Regions from separate parts of the Anas platyrhynchos genome. Here region 2 is linked to region 1. The links are chromatin contacts, called in public Hi-C maps. All regions are on one chromosome and are shown on one strand. Each heading gives the region's core, a stretch centred on a gene start, on an enhancer-like site or on the middle of the called end of the contact. The rest is flanking DNA. Distances are from core to core; before and after follow the strand shown.

Region 1 (6,469 bases), core at 1,011-3,510:
GAAAAGAGCTGTCTTCAGAGGAAACTAGGAACAAAGTAGTGTTGTAAATCATCACAGTCTATTTACTGTAAGGTCTCTATTGTTGTAGGTTGTCTCCCCATGACATACCTAAATTTGTTATTATTAGTAGATTAGACAATAGAATAGCTGGTAAGAATGTTCTTGTAAGACTTTTATTGCCACCTACCATGACAAGAAGTTAACAGTTTAGAACATTGTGGCCAGGCCCAGTTCTTAGTTAATGCAAATCACCTTACATTCATGAAAATGAATGGAGCTAACTTGCTATACGCAATTAAACATTTGACCCTTAAAGAGCACAGATGAAGAGCTGAACTAAATCACTTGTAAATGAGCTAAAACAGATGTTCTTAGATATCTCTATATGTTCAAACAGCAATGTATGGCATACTTTAAAGTGGCATATCACAGAATTACAGAATTATAGGGGGTTGGAAGGGACCTCAAGAGATCATCAGGTCCAATCCCCCTACCAAAGCAGGTTCCCTAGAGCAGATTGCCCAGATAGGCATCCAGATGGGCCTTTAATATCCCCAGAGAAGGAGACTCCACAACCTCCCTAGGCAGCCTGTTCCAGTGCTCCATCACCCTCACCATAAAGAAGTTCTTTCACATGTTAGTGCAGAACTTCCTGCGATACATTTTGTAGTCATTGCCCCTTGTCCCGTCCCAAAAAAACTGTGAAAAAAGGTTGGCCAAATTCCTCTACCTCCCACACTTAAGGTATTTATAAACGTTGATAAGATTCCCTCTCAGTCTTCTCAAGGCTGAACAAACACAGGTCTCTCAGCCTTTCCTCTCAGAGAAGATGCTCCCGGCCTCATCTTTGTGGCCCTCCACTGGACACTTTCCAGGAGATCCCTGTCTTTTTTGCACCGGGGAGCCCAGAACTGGACACAGTACTCCAGGTGAGGCCTGACCAGAGCGGAGTAGAGAGGGAAGGATCACCTCCCTTGAGCTGCTGGCCACGCTCCATTTTATGCAAGCTCCTTTTTATGCATTATGGCCTGCCATAGACAGGATAGGATAGAATAAGATAGGATGTCCTGAATTACCTTTTGAGAGGTGTTTTTTACTCACTGACTGACTCCCAGGTGGCAGGACACTAAGCACATATCTTATAATGTTCCCAAAAGACATTTCCCAGCCCTTCCTTTAAATTCCAATGTTCAATGTATATAGAAAGGGATTTAATGCTTTTTTTTTTTTTTAATTATTTTATTTTTTGATGAATTTAAACATTTTATTAGCTTTCCTTTGCAAATTTTTTATCTGATAATAGATGTTATGTTATTTATTATTGTTTTGCAAGTCTGTAGTCTAGACTCCTGGATGAATTCTGGAATGTAGGTACAATCCAGGGTTCACAGTTGCTCTTCTGAGGGAAGAACTTAGAGGAGGAATGTGGGGTTTGAGACTTAATGTTAATCCAGTTCTGAATTTCCAAGTCATTAAATATTCTTTGAAATAATTTCACAATGTAGAAATGATTTTATTTTTTTTCTCAAATAATAATGACACACTTTGCATCCATCCATTGATCAGAGCATACAAGTAAAATGGAACTAAAATCAAGACACTTGAAAATCTCACTTATGGTAACTATACCACAAGTGAAACACTATAATGTTTTATTACTATAGTCTTTGCACTGCCTCTCATCATTCTCATTTGCAACTCTGGCTGCTCCATTTGTTCCATTTGCTGCATCTAAGCTGTGAATTATTTGGTGTGGGAGCTGGATCCTTATTCTGTTCTTTACATGGAGATCATATCAACAAATTCTAAGGTAGAATTTCACACTGTTCCCACTGCTGTCAATGGACATTTTACATTGAAATCTGCAGAAGAGTATGACCCATTCAACACACTTCTGAAAAACCCAAGCCCTTCATGCATGAGAAGTAATAAATCCAGCTTAGTTTGTTCTTTTTCCCTGTTCTCATTACTTTAACCACTTTCAGCATAGGAGAAAAGAAACTTTCACAATCTAATTTGCAATTAACTTTAGCTTGCTCATTTTTAGGTAATAGTGTTTTTGCAAACCAGAAGTGTTACTCAACTTCATTAAGCTGATTTTACAATACTATTCATTCCTATGCTCTTCTGAGAAGGTTGTGAAGTCTGGTGATCTCAGCAAGTCTTAGAAGCAAAAGGTCAAAGTTCTAACAAAGGAGAGGAGTTGATTCACTAAAGAAACCATGAGTAAACCATCTCATCCCTCTGTGTCACAACCAGATCCACTGTAAGTCTGGGGAAATGTGAAACATTACAAGGCATGACTGTTTGCATTAGACTACCTGATTCCAACACATTGGCTGAGATTTCCAAAACTGATGAGGGAAATTCCCTCACTGGATTTGAAAACCTCAAACACTTTAAAAAAATGTATTTGCATTTCATATGTGGAAAGCATGGCATACTTTATGGATCATTCATTGAATGTTTTGTTCATTACAAGTGCAGGAACTTGGTGTTCACTGTGAAATACTTCTTTCATACACTGCCTTGTCCTTTCATAATGCCCTTGCAAAAAAAATGTCACTGTCAAAGTATTTTAATCATTATTAGAAAACAGCACATGGAAGCATAGTTAAACAGAACTTGAATTTTTAAAGGTGACCATCAAATATTTTGCATGTATTGTGTCAGAGTGAGCAAATCAGGGACATCTTCACTTCTAGCTCATTTCAACTTTCCCCCAGTTGTCATGCAATTATTTACCAGAAGGACAGTGGAAATGACGATTCTGCCACAGAAGTCATTTTTTGTATGCCTGCTTATTCAGAAAATTTTCAGTTCACTTTGTAGGCAGGCAAAAATATTTAAAAAATTGACTAGAGCTGGAAATCTCTGAGAAGCTATGCTCTTTCCTGTTAATTCAGATTCAAGGCAGGCAAAGCCTGTGAATAATGGAGGTTGTTCGAGGGCATAACTTTGCTTACAATGGAGGGAGTATGAATCAGCAAAAGAACAAGCACCCACTTATGTTCAAGAATGATTTACACAAGCCCATAAATCATCCAAATGAGGAAAGCGAGAAGTGGAAGTCAAGAATGCCACATGTGCCATGACACATGGTGTATTATTTAAAGATCCTCTTACAGAATGATTCCAAGTACCAGCACAGCTATCCAGAATAGAAAACTTTGTCAATTAGAGGGCCACCGATCTAATGCTTGCAAACATCACAATTTACTCACCATCATACTGTGGTGATTGTGGAGTTGCTGAACAGGGTTATTAGCAAGGTTTCCTGATTTAATACTTCATTTACAGACTAATGTGTTTGCCCATTGTGAGCTCAGTCTTCCAGTCTTGGGGCAGCAATTAATGCTGCCTCCCCCAGAAACATTCACTGGAGGTCAGAGCTGTGGGGGAGGCTTCCAAAAATTCCCTCTGCCTGGACACTGCTGCCACCCACAGTTTAAGAGACAACCAATAACAAAAACAGTTGTTTTTTTTTTTTCCTTTCTTTTCCCAGCAGCTTTTAGAGCTCTTGCAGCTCTTGATTTCTCAACACAGTGACTACGTCTCACAACAGAACACCTTGAGTCAGTCGCACCCAAGCTTGGACACAAAAGAGTAACCTACCCTGACTATACTGGTACTCATGGTGTGCAGGTTCATCTCAGCACTTCAGTGCAAATTACACCGCATTTATATGGATTATGAAAACTCCTTACTTAAATTGACATGATGTTCATGAGGAGAAAAATAGGCAAAAATAACATGGAATCATTCATTGATTCAACATAGATCCATATATATTGTAGATGGAAATTTATCTGCACTCCCAGGACAGTTTCAAAGTAAAGCAAAGAGTTTTGTTGCTTGAGTTCCAGTAAAATTGTTTGAATTTGTGCCACTAGAGCCTTTCTAAGCTTTTCAAGATTTCCTCTGTTTTCTTAAAATGCTTTGTAACAAACAGCATAATATCTACTCCCTGGGAACATCAGTATTCCACGGGATATTTCAGTCTCCACAAGGAAACAGTGATTTTTTTAAAGACTATGTATAGCCTATAGAAAATGAACACTATACACAAACTGCTGCCTTCTCGCTATTCAATATAACTGCAGGGACTCTCAGCTCTGGGCCACAGTGGGCAAGGAAGAGAGGAGGAACTTTCCCTGCTCCCCTGGACAGGAGCCATGTTAGAGGAGCCATCCCTCCCTACTGTGGGAGCACCAGGACTGCCCTTGCACAGTGCTAGGGAAGGGGGCAGCGAGAAGGCTGGTGACAAATCCTTCTCTTCCCCACATCAAACTGCACATGAAGAAATACCAAATGACAGAGCACAGGTAGAGGTTGCAGGAAGCAGACAGCTACCTCTCAAGGGTAGCTGTAAACCCATGCCGGCCAGTGGCTGGATGCTGTAATTGCTCTTTAATTTTCATGCTATTTATTTTTATTTCCCATTTTATAAGGTAAGGTTAAACTTGGAGATAATCTACTGAAGAACAGATCTGCAAATACAAAAAGGATGTCTTACTGTTATTTTTTATTTGTCACTGCATTTTGGTTTCTGTTTTATTTCTCTGAAGTGCTGGAGAAAATGATCTGAAGATGCCTTGACTCTGTGAAGCATCTTAATAACTATTGCTTTTGCAACATTTTTTCATGTGTTGTCTCAACCTTAATTTTAGTGTTATTATTACTCACAAGAAGTCTCAAATATGGATCCTTTGGGAGATATTTTGGAACCAAGAAATGCAGAAATGCACAAGACCATACAAAATTTCATAATAATGAACATTTTCAGATGTTAAACATTACACTCCATTGCCTTCCCAATATGGCTCTTCAAATTCCTTGCCTTCTATTAATTTAATATTAAATCCTATAAAATCCTTGTGTAATATATTATTATTTTACCTCTACCTTAACTGTCTAGGCTGAAAACATACATCACACTGTGCCTTGTGAGTTCAATCAGATTTACAATAGAACTAGATCCCTTGATAGCTTACATGAACCAACTGCATAGCATACACCAACTGCATATTAAGGATCTGGCCTTCTGAGGTTCTTTTTAGGCTGTTTTGGATAAATAAGTGAAAAATTGTGAAGTACTATGTTTGCTGTTGCATGACACTCAGCACCAATTAAAAATATTTTGGATTAATCATTGACCCTTCTGCCTGGAGATACACAAAAAAACACATCTCACCCACTACCTTTTGTTATTTACCATACATATGAAGAAGAGGGAAGAGACCTGTTAAGATGCTATCTGGAAAAAGCGATTGTGACCTTTGCTTTCCATTGTCTTTTTTTTTTTTTTTTTTTTTACACTAAATATAAAGCAGAAATTTCCAAAAACAAGCATTCAAAAGGGGGAAAAAAAAGAATCCTTAAACAAACTACTGTGGTTAAAGAAAAATTACTCAACATTATGGGTTAATCTGACATGTAACATATGTAGCAACACAAGTTCCGTATACACTTGTTCTTCAGTGTCCATATAAACGCCACACTGATAACACACTGTACTTCTAATATTGCACAACAGTGGCTGTAGCACACAGAACATCACAGAGGAACAGAGTTTTATTCTGCAGTTATAAAAAGCAACTGACAAAAAGTAAATGCAAAAAGAGCTAAAGACAGTATAGAATTCACTTGATATTAAAAATATTTTTTAATGGCTTTTTCACTTTGTTTTATAAATTTAGAGCTAAATGAATAAGCTTCTCTCCTGTTTTCACAGTCACTATAGTCATGAGGCCATAGAGAAAATCTAAGTATGCAGACTGGATTTTTAAAGGGACATTGTGTCTCATAACCTTTGTAATAAATGTTTGAATGTTAGCAGTGTGGAAATAGACATAGGAAATGGTTTCCCATGCATTATTATTCAATCCAAGAATTCAAATTCCATATGTTTGTTTGATTTCTAACCTGAAGAAATCATGTTTTTCACAAAAAATTAAGAGTGAGGATTTAACAATATCATTTATATTTATTGTAGCTTAGAGTGACACTTCAGATTTTCATCTCTTAGTTCTGGAAAAACTACACATGCCTGTTCATTAAGACTATCATTCAAATGATATAGCACCATGTCTGCACTAAATGAAAATGCTTATTTACCTGATTACCCATCAGAGTCATATATCAACATTAAGTTCCTCATTTGTGGGAAACCAACTTACATAATAAATTTCTCATTTCATATCAAAGATAAAGCTTTGGAGCTTCTAGAAATTTTATTTTAATTGGTAAAAGCAATTCTACTGGAGTTCTTTGTGTAACTGGCTCAATATTTTCCAGATTAAATGCTATCTGAACCTGTTTATTTAAAACAAGGTTACTAAAATCATCAAATTTTCAAAAGCCTTAACTGTAACAAAACTTCAATTGTCAAATTAAACAATTAAATCTCATGATTAAGCCATATAAGTGAAATCTGATGTTCTGGAGAATTTGTCTAAGAGGTAATTTA
Region 2 (6,616 bases), core at 3,656-6,155, 190 kb before region 1:
TCGCTCATCAATCTAATAACATTTTCTTAAAAAGCAAACAAAATAAGGAGACATGGCTTTTTTAAGATGCACTGGTCAAAAGGAAGGTAGTGAAGTTGCTGGAAAAGTGCCCTGCTAACCTGTCTGTAGGACCTGGCAGAGTCAGCCATATCTGTTGTTCATCCTAACTTGCAAGTAAGCAGGCAGGTACAGCAGGGTCCTGCCTTAGCTGCATAGTGAACACGACTGAGGTCAGAAACAAACAAGAACCATGTGGGAGATGGAAGTGCGAAGTGACGAGGAACACCAAAGCATTGTCCAGCCAGGCAGGGATTGAATTAAGAGGGCCAACGCTTGTTTGCAGTTAAACCTGGTGAAGAATGTAAAGGATAGCAGGAACACCATTGCAGGTACATTGGCAGCAAAATGAGAAACCTGGCCTTGCTGCTGAAAACAGTGGGTGACCTTACGACACAGTGTAGGTACTGAATGTCTTCTTTGTCTCAGTTTCTACTGCCAAGGTCTGCTCTCAGGTCTTCCAGAGCTCCATGCCAAGTAGCAAGGGTCAAGTTAGGGACTATTTAAACAAGCTGGAAATGTAATACAAGTCTATGGAATTGCACAGTATACATCTGAGAGTACTAAGACTGCCAGCAAATGTCACGCAAGGGTGCTCTCTATCTTTCCTGAAAGGCCACAGTGGTCAGAGGAGGATCCTGACAACAATAAAAATGTTATGTCTGTCTTAGAAAAGGGTGAGGATGATCTGGCTGACTAAACTTACCTCAGTCCCTGGGAAAATTATGGAGCAAGCACTCATGGAAACCATTCCCATTCATACAATGACAAGTACATGATCAAGAACAGCCATCTTGAATTTACCCAGTGCAAATTGTGCTTAAGCAGTCTGATTGCCTTCTACAATTAAATCACATGCTGTCTGGGAGAAGGTGGAGTAGTAGGTGTTACACTCCTTGCCTTCAGCAAGGCTTTTAATGCAATTTCCTACTGTCCTTGGAGCCAAACTGGGGAATAATAACACAGATAGGTGGACTACAAGATTGGTTAAAAACTGGAAAGATCATTGGGCTCAAAGGGTAGTTAACAAATGTTTGAAGTCCAATTAGCACGTGATTCCAAGTGGCATTTCCCAGAACCAAGACAGGGGATTACATTATTTAATCCACGACCCACATGATACAATCCTTAGAAACCACAGGGTGACACCAAATCATAGGGGTGCTGTTTGCATACTGTAGAATAGAGCAACCAGTCAGGGAGACCTCAACAAACTGAAGGAGTGGACAACAGATAAATATGCCTTGAAGTTCCAAAAAGATAAATACAAGGTCCTGCATCTGGGATAAGACATACCTATGCAGGAGTGCAGGTTGGTACTTACAGTTCTATGGATGAGGGCAACAAACTGAACAGTGTGCCCTTGCAGCAACGAATACTAACCGCATCTTGGGCTGCATTAGTAAGACCATAGCCAGCAGGTCAAGGGACATGATTATTACTCTCTGTTCAGCCCATATAAAGCCACATCTAGAGCACTATGTTCAGTTCGCTCACTCCCAAAACAAAAGAGAGGCTGAAGAGAGTAAAGAGAAGGGTCATTAAGATGGCTTTGAGCATCTGATATATTTAGCCACTCAGAGGCTGAGGGACCTGAAAACACTGATATTCTTAATAAGTGTATTGGACTTTTACTGCTAGAGCATTCCTTATGGTCATATTATGCAAACCGACACATTTTGGCAGTCCTATCTTGAAGACCTACAATAGCTACAGGTGTACATTAGACAATGATAATGCCAGCAGTGCACTATGTGATGATACATCACAGTAAACTTTGAACTGGGTTCCACACAGACATTAGAAGATAGCTTACAGTGGCACTGTCTCTGTACTGCAAGCAGACACTCCAGTGGAATTTCTGTATTTCTATGCCTGATGAACTCATGCTTGCTCAGAGACCCTTGCACAGAAAAAATGATTTGTACATCAAAGAGCTAACTGGCATCCTACCCATGAATGATTTTCCATTTATAGTTGCAAAGCCACCACTAAAGAGGCCAGAACTAGTTTATAAAATATTTCTGCAGCTATAATTGTTTAGGACCACTGAACTGCATGTTCCAAGCCAGATCAAAAGGAGCACCACAAACCCATGAAAGGCTTATGTGTAAAGACAGGGTAAATTCCATGTCTGGGATCCATCTGTAATTCTGTCAAACCAAGAGTCCTTGTAGCTGTATACAAATTAAATGTCTGTCTGCCAAAATTACATGAATGAAGAACAAATACTCCCTTATCTTTTTTTTTTTTTTTTTTTTTTTTTTTTTTTTTTTTTAATGTACAGTAACTACCTTATTTTCTTTAACGTTAAATGTAAAGTACCCTTCCTGTTACACTACTGTGAAAATACAAATCGGATCAGGAGTTGTACCAATACCAGATATCGATCTTGGTCTTTTTTACCAATTTGCCTCACAGAGATGTGTGAAGGTACGCTATGTTCTCATCTTAAAGTATTAGGGCTGACACAGCTGAAGAAGATACAATCCTAAATGCAAAAGTATATTGAAGAAACTCCAAATTATTTTCTTGAACAGGCTCAAGGCAAATGTATCATTCATCTATCACAGATTGACAAGACAAAGATGGATGAATGAAATTGCAAATGCAGTTGGAATTAAAAAGACCTGATGTTTTACATGTGCAAACTAGTGATACATGCATGACTTTTCAAGCTTAGCCACATAACAAAAAAAAAAAACAAAAACAAACAAACAAAAAAACTACTTGTAGTGTTACTTCCCTAAATAATTAGCATTTATATATATTAATATTTAATGCCTGTTTTTCCTCTTTAGAAATATTTGCTATTTTAATAAGCAGAAATCTAATTTTGAGCATGAGGAACACTTCCTCTTTGTGTAAAACAATGCTTAAAATAGCCACTGACAAAAGCGGCTAAATCTTTACAATATACCTAGAACATGAATTTTCAGATCATGAAATCTTCCCGTTATTTGTGCCTGTTTACAACTCAGCAGCAATAAACTGTGCATATGTCACTATATGGAGAAACCTTTTAAAAATTTATTTCATGTTATTAGAGATAGTCAAAATTCCTCACCAAAAAAAGAAAGAAAAAAAAAAAGTGCCCTTTTATTGTTTTATCTGATAAGTCCAAATCATTATCTTTAAAAAAGAAAAAATCATAAACCAGAAGCTTCCCAATCCCTTCAGCTGCTCACTAAACCCAGTGGTTTAGCCGCATTCCTCTGGAAATACCACATTCTGTACGAGGTAGTAACTTTTATAGACCAATTGATCTAGCTTCAAAAAGCACATTCTGGGACACAAAGGGTTGAAACTGCGCCTGAAAACTTGACCTTTACATCAGTTGGTCTAATCTAATAAAAGATATTACGCCTCCCTAGAAGCCCTCGCTTTGTTTATAGGCATGACTGTCTGAGATTGTAGCACTACTATTATCAGAGAATGCCAACTGCAACACGGCTCTCCCAGCGCCTGGAGCGGAAGGACTGCCAGCTCTTGAAGTGGTTGTCCAAAAATACCCCCACTTCAGGGATCCCCGTGCAATATCAGCTTCTCCTCCCTCACTTTTTCCAACACGGGGACACCAGGCGTTCCCGTTACGCAGCCAGGGCGCGGGTGCTGTGAGGGGGCCTGTGGTGCTGTGAGGCACCCTCTGGGTCTGCTGCCTGCAAGCACCGTGCTTGGCCAAACTTCGGCCTCGCTCGTCTGCCTGCCACCCCTCCACTCAGCGCCTCTGGAGAGCGGCCCAAGCAGCTACTGGAGCAGTTCTCAAGACGCTGTTACACGCCAAGCACAGCAGACGCTTATTTATTTATTATTTATTTTCGAAACCAGTGGCCCACCACCTCTGGCGGGCCGACGCTTGGCAGCCTCTCCCCTCCCTGCCCGCCTCCTCAGCCCAGGCGGCCGCCGGAGGCCTGACGTGGGGCGGCCGTTAACGGCCTCCCCGGGGCCGCTCGGCGGCGCCCCGGGAAGCCTCGGGGGAGGAGGGGGGGCGGCACTGGGGGGGCTCCGTCCCCTCAGCGCCTCCTCCACCGCCGCGGCTCCGCCATTCCTGTAGAGGCAGCGCCCCCTGCGGGGCGGGCGGGGGGCGCCGTGCCGGGAGGAGCCGCCAGCCGGCCGCCGCCGGAGCGGGGAGGCGGGGAAGCCCTCGGGGGCGCTCCGCGGGGGCTGCGTGACTGGAGAGGAGCGCGGGGCTCACGGGCAGGGGAAAACACCACGGGGCGAGCGCACAGCGCGCTGCCTCGCCCGGCGCCGGCTCTGCGGAGAGCGGGGCGGGAGGGGAGGGGAAGGAGGGAGCGGGCGGGGTTGGGAAGCGCCGCACCCCGGCCATGGCGGCGGCGTGTCCCCGGCCCCCCCCTTCCCTCCCCGCCCAGCCCCAGACGCCGCGTCTCGGCCCGGCGCGCGGCGACCTTCCCGCAGCCGCGGGGCGGGGCCGCGGCGTTCCCGCCCTCCGCCGCATGCAGATGAGGCCCCTCCTCATTGGCCTGCGCCGGGAGCTCTTTGAAAAGGCGCCCGCTGATTGGCCGCCCGCAAATGTTAACGCAAATAGGAGAATCTCCCCCCTCCCTCCTCCTCTTCGCCCCCCCTCCCCTTTCTCGCCGCTGGTGCGTGCTGCGTGCCTCAGACGCCCTGTAACGCTGCGCGCCGCTTACTACAAACAAGTAGTTCCCGGCCCCCCGCCATCTCCCCCCGCCCGCCGGCGCGACGGGGAGGGCCGGGGACTCCGCAGCCCCCACCGCCGCACCGCGGGCGCCCCGTCGCGGAGGAGAGGAGGGGTCGAGCCGGGGCGGCGGGGAGAGGCGTGTCCCCCCCCCCCATACACACACACCGCCTCCCCCGCGGAGGGATACCCTCTCGGCACCATCCGCGCTCTGCCCGCACCAAAATATTGGGAGTTAAGAGGCGGCTCCGCGGCGCCGCCGGCTCAGAAGCGCGCGGGCAGGCAGGGCGGCGGCGCGGCTCCTGCGCCCAGCCCGCTCCCCGCCGCCACCGCCGCACCGCACCGCAGGGCCGGCTTCACGGACGCGGCCCCCGGCTGGAAGGGGCCCTTTCGCCGCCGCCGGAGAACGAGGACGAGGACAAGGAGGGGGACTTGGCGCGGATCCGTGCCGGGGAGGCCGTCGGTGCCCGCCGCAGGGCCACCAGGGAAGCCCCGCGCGGAGGGTCTGGGCTCGCTGAGGAGGAGGAGGAGGACGCAGGGGGCTCCCCCCGCACGGAAGATGTTGCTCTCCAAGTTCGGCTCGCTGGCCCACATCTGCAGCCCCGCCAGCATGGACCACTTGCCGGTGAAGATCCTGCAGCCAGGTACGGCGGGGCGCCGGGGGCTTCCCCCCGCGGGCGGCCCCAGCCCCGTGGCCGGCGCCACGCAGCCGCCCGAAACTTGGGGCTCTCCCCTTTTTATTGCGTTTTTTTTTTTTTTAATATAACCGAAGAAGATTTTTGAGGAGGAAATTTAAAAAAAAAAAAAAAAAGCCTCGTGCAGAATTAGGGCGACGCGTCCAGCGGACGTGCTCGGGGGGGGGATTTAATATGTATATTATTATTTTATTTTTTTAATTTTTTTTTTTTTGAGCCCTAATTTTCGCCGAGGCGTAGCCCGGTCGCTAACGCCGCGCTTTCCCTCCTGTTTCCCCAGTGAAAGTGGAGAAGGAGCCGTTCGACAAAGTGTACCAGGTGGGCTCCGTGCTGGGCAGCGGCGGCTTCGGCACCGTCTACGCGGGCAGCAGGATCGCCGACGGCTTGCCGGTGAGGCTCGGGGCGGCTCGGCGGGCGGCGGGCACGGGGCGAGCCCTGCCCTGCCCGGCCCCGCCGCTCACCGCCCTCCCTTTCCCCCCTCCTCGCCCCGCAGGTCGCCGTGAAGCATGTGGTGAAGGAGCGGGTGACCGAGTGGGGCACGATTGTAAGTACTTCATTTTTCTTATTTATTTTTTTTCTTATTAATTTTATTTTTGGGAGGGGTGGGCTCCGTCGGGGCTATTGTGTGGGCGGCGGGGCTCGCCCCGCCCGCCGGCGCGGTGTCTGCGTCGGGGGGAATTTGGCGGGGGTTCGCCGCCGCAGCGCCGCGCCCGCCCCTCGGACTGCGGCAGCGGAGGAGCCACCCCGCGGGGCGGCGGTGGGTGGCACTGCCCTACCCTGCCTTGCCTCGTCCTGCCCTGCCCTGCCCGCCGCCCCCGAGTGACCCGCTCGCCTCCCCTTTCTCTGCCCAGGGCGGCGTCATGGTGCCCTTGGAGATCGTCCTCCTGAAGAAGGTGGGCTCCGGCTTCAGGGGGGTCATCAAGCTGCTGGACTGGTACGAGCGTCCTGATGGCTACCTGATCATCATGGAGCGGCCCGAGCTGGTGAAGGATCTCTTTGACTTCATCACGGAGAAGGGAGCCCTGGACGAGGACACAGCCCGTGGGTTCTTCCGGCAGGTGCTGGAGGCGGTGCGCCACTGCTACGGCTGCGGCGTGGTGCACCGGGACATCAAGGATGAGAACCTGCTGGTTGACCTCAGGACAGGCGAGCTGAAGCTAATCGACTTCGGCTCAGGGGCCATCCTCAAGGACACAGTCTATACTGA

Evidence for each region. A called contact is a pair of places that touch in the nucleus more often than the background predicts.
Region 2: a Hi-C map of liver shows a contact between it and region 1, with 3 times the contacts expected there. The contact joins the promoter of PIM3 here to the enhancer-like site in region 1. A contact is called at or near these places in 2 of 8 Hi-C or Micro-C datasets (liver and skeletal muscle).

Annotation. Positions count from the first base shown.
Region 1 is chr1:19,773,637-19,780,105 of IASCAAS_PekinDuck_T2T, reverse strand. No RefSeq gene overlaps it. Among named protein-coding and RNA genes, the nearest start is that of ALG12, 130 kb to the right of the region's middle. Within about 2 kb of position 2,260, at least 3 of the 8 cell types and tissues checked have an H3K27ac peak or open chromatin away from gene starts, as enhancers often do.
Region 2 is chr1:19,968,619-19,975,234 of IASCAAS_PekinDuck_T2T, reverse strand. It overlaps PIM3 (Pim-3 proto-oncogene, serine/threonine kinase), which reads left to right and starts at 4,905. Exons shown (of 6, transcript XM_027458508.3): 1 at 4,905-5,358; 2 at 5,690-5,799; 3 at 5,903-5,953; 4 at 6,261-6,616. The coding sequence starts at 5,274.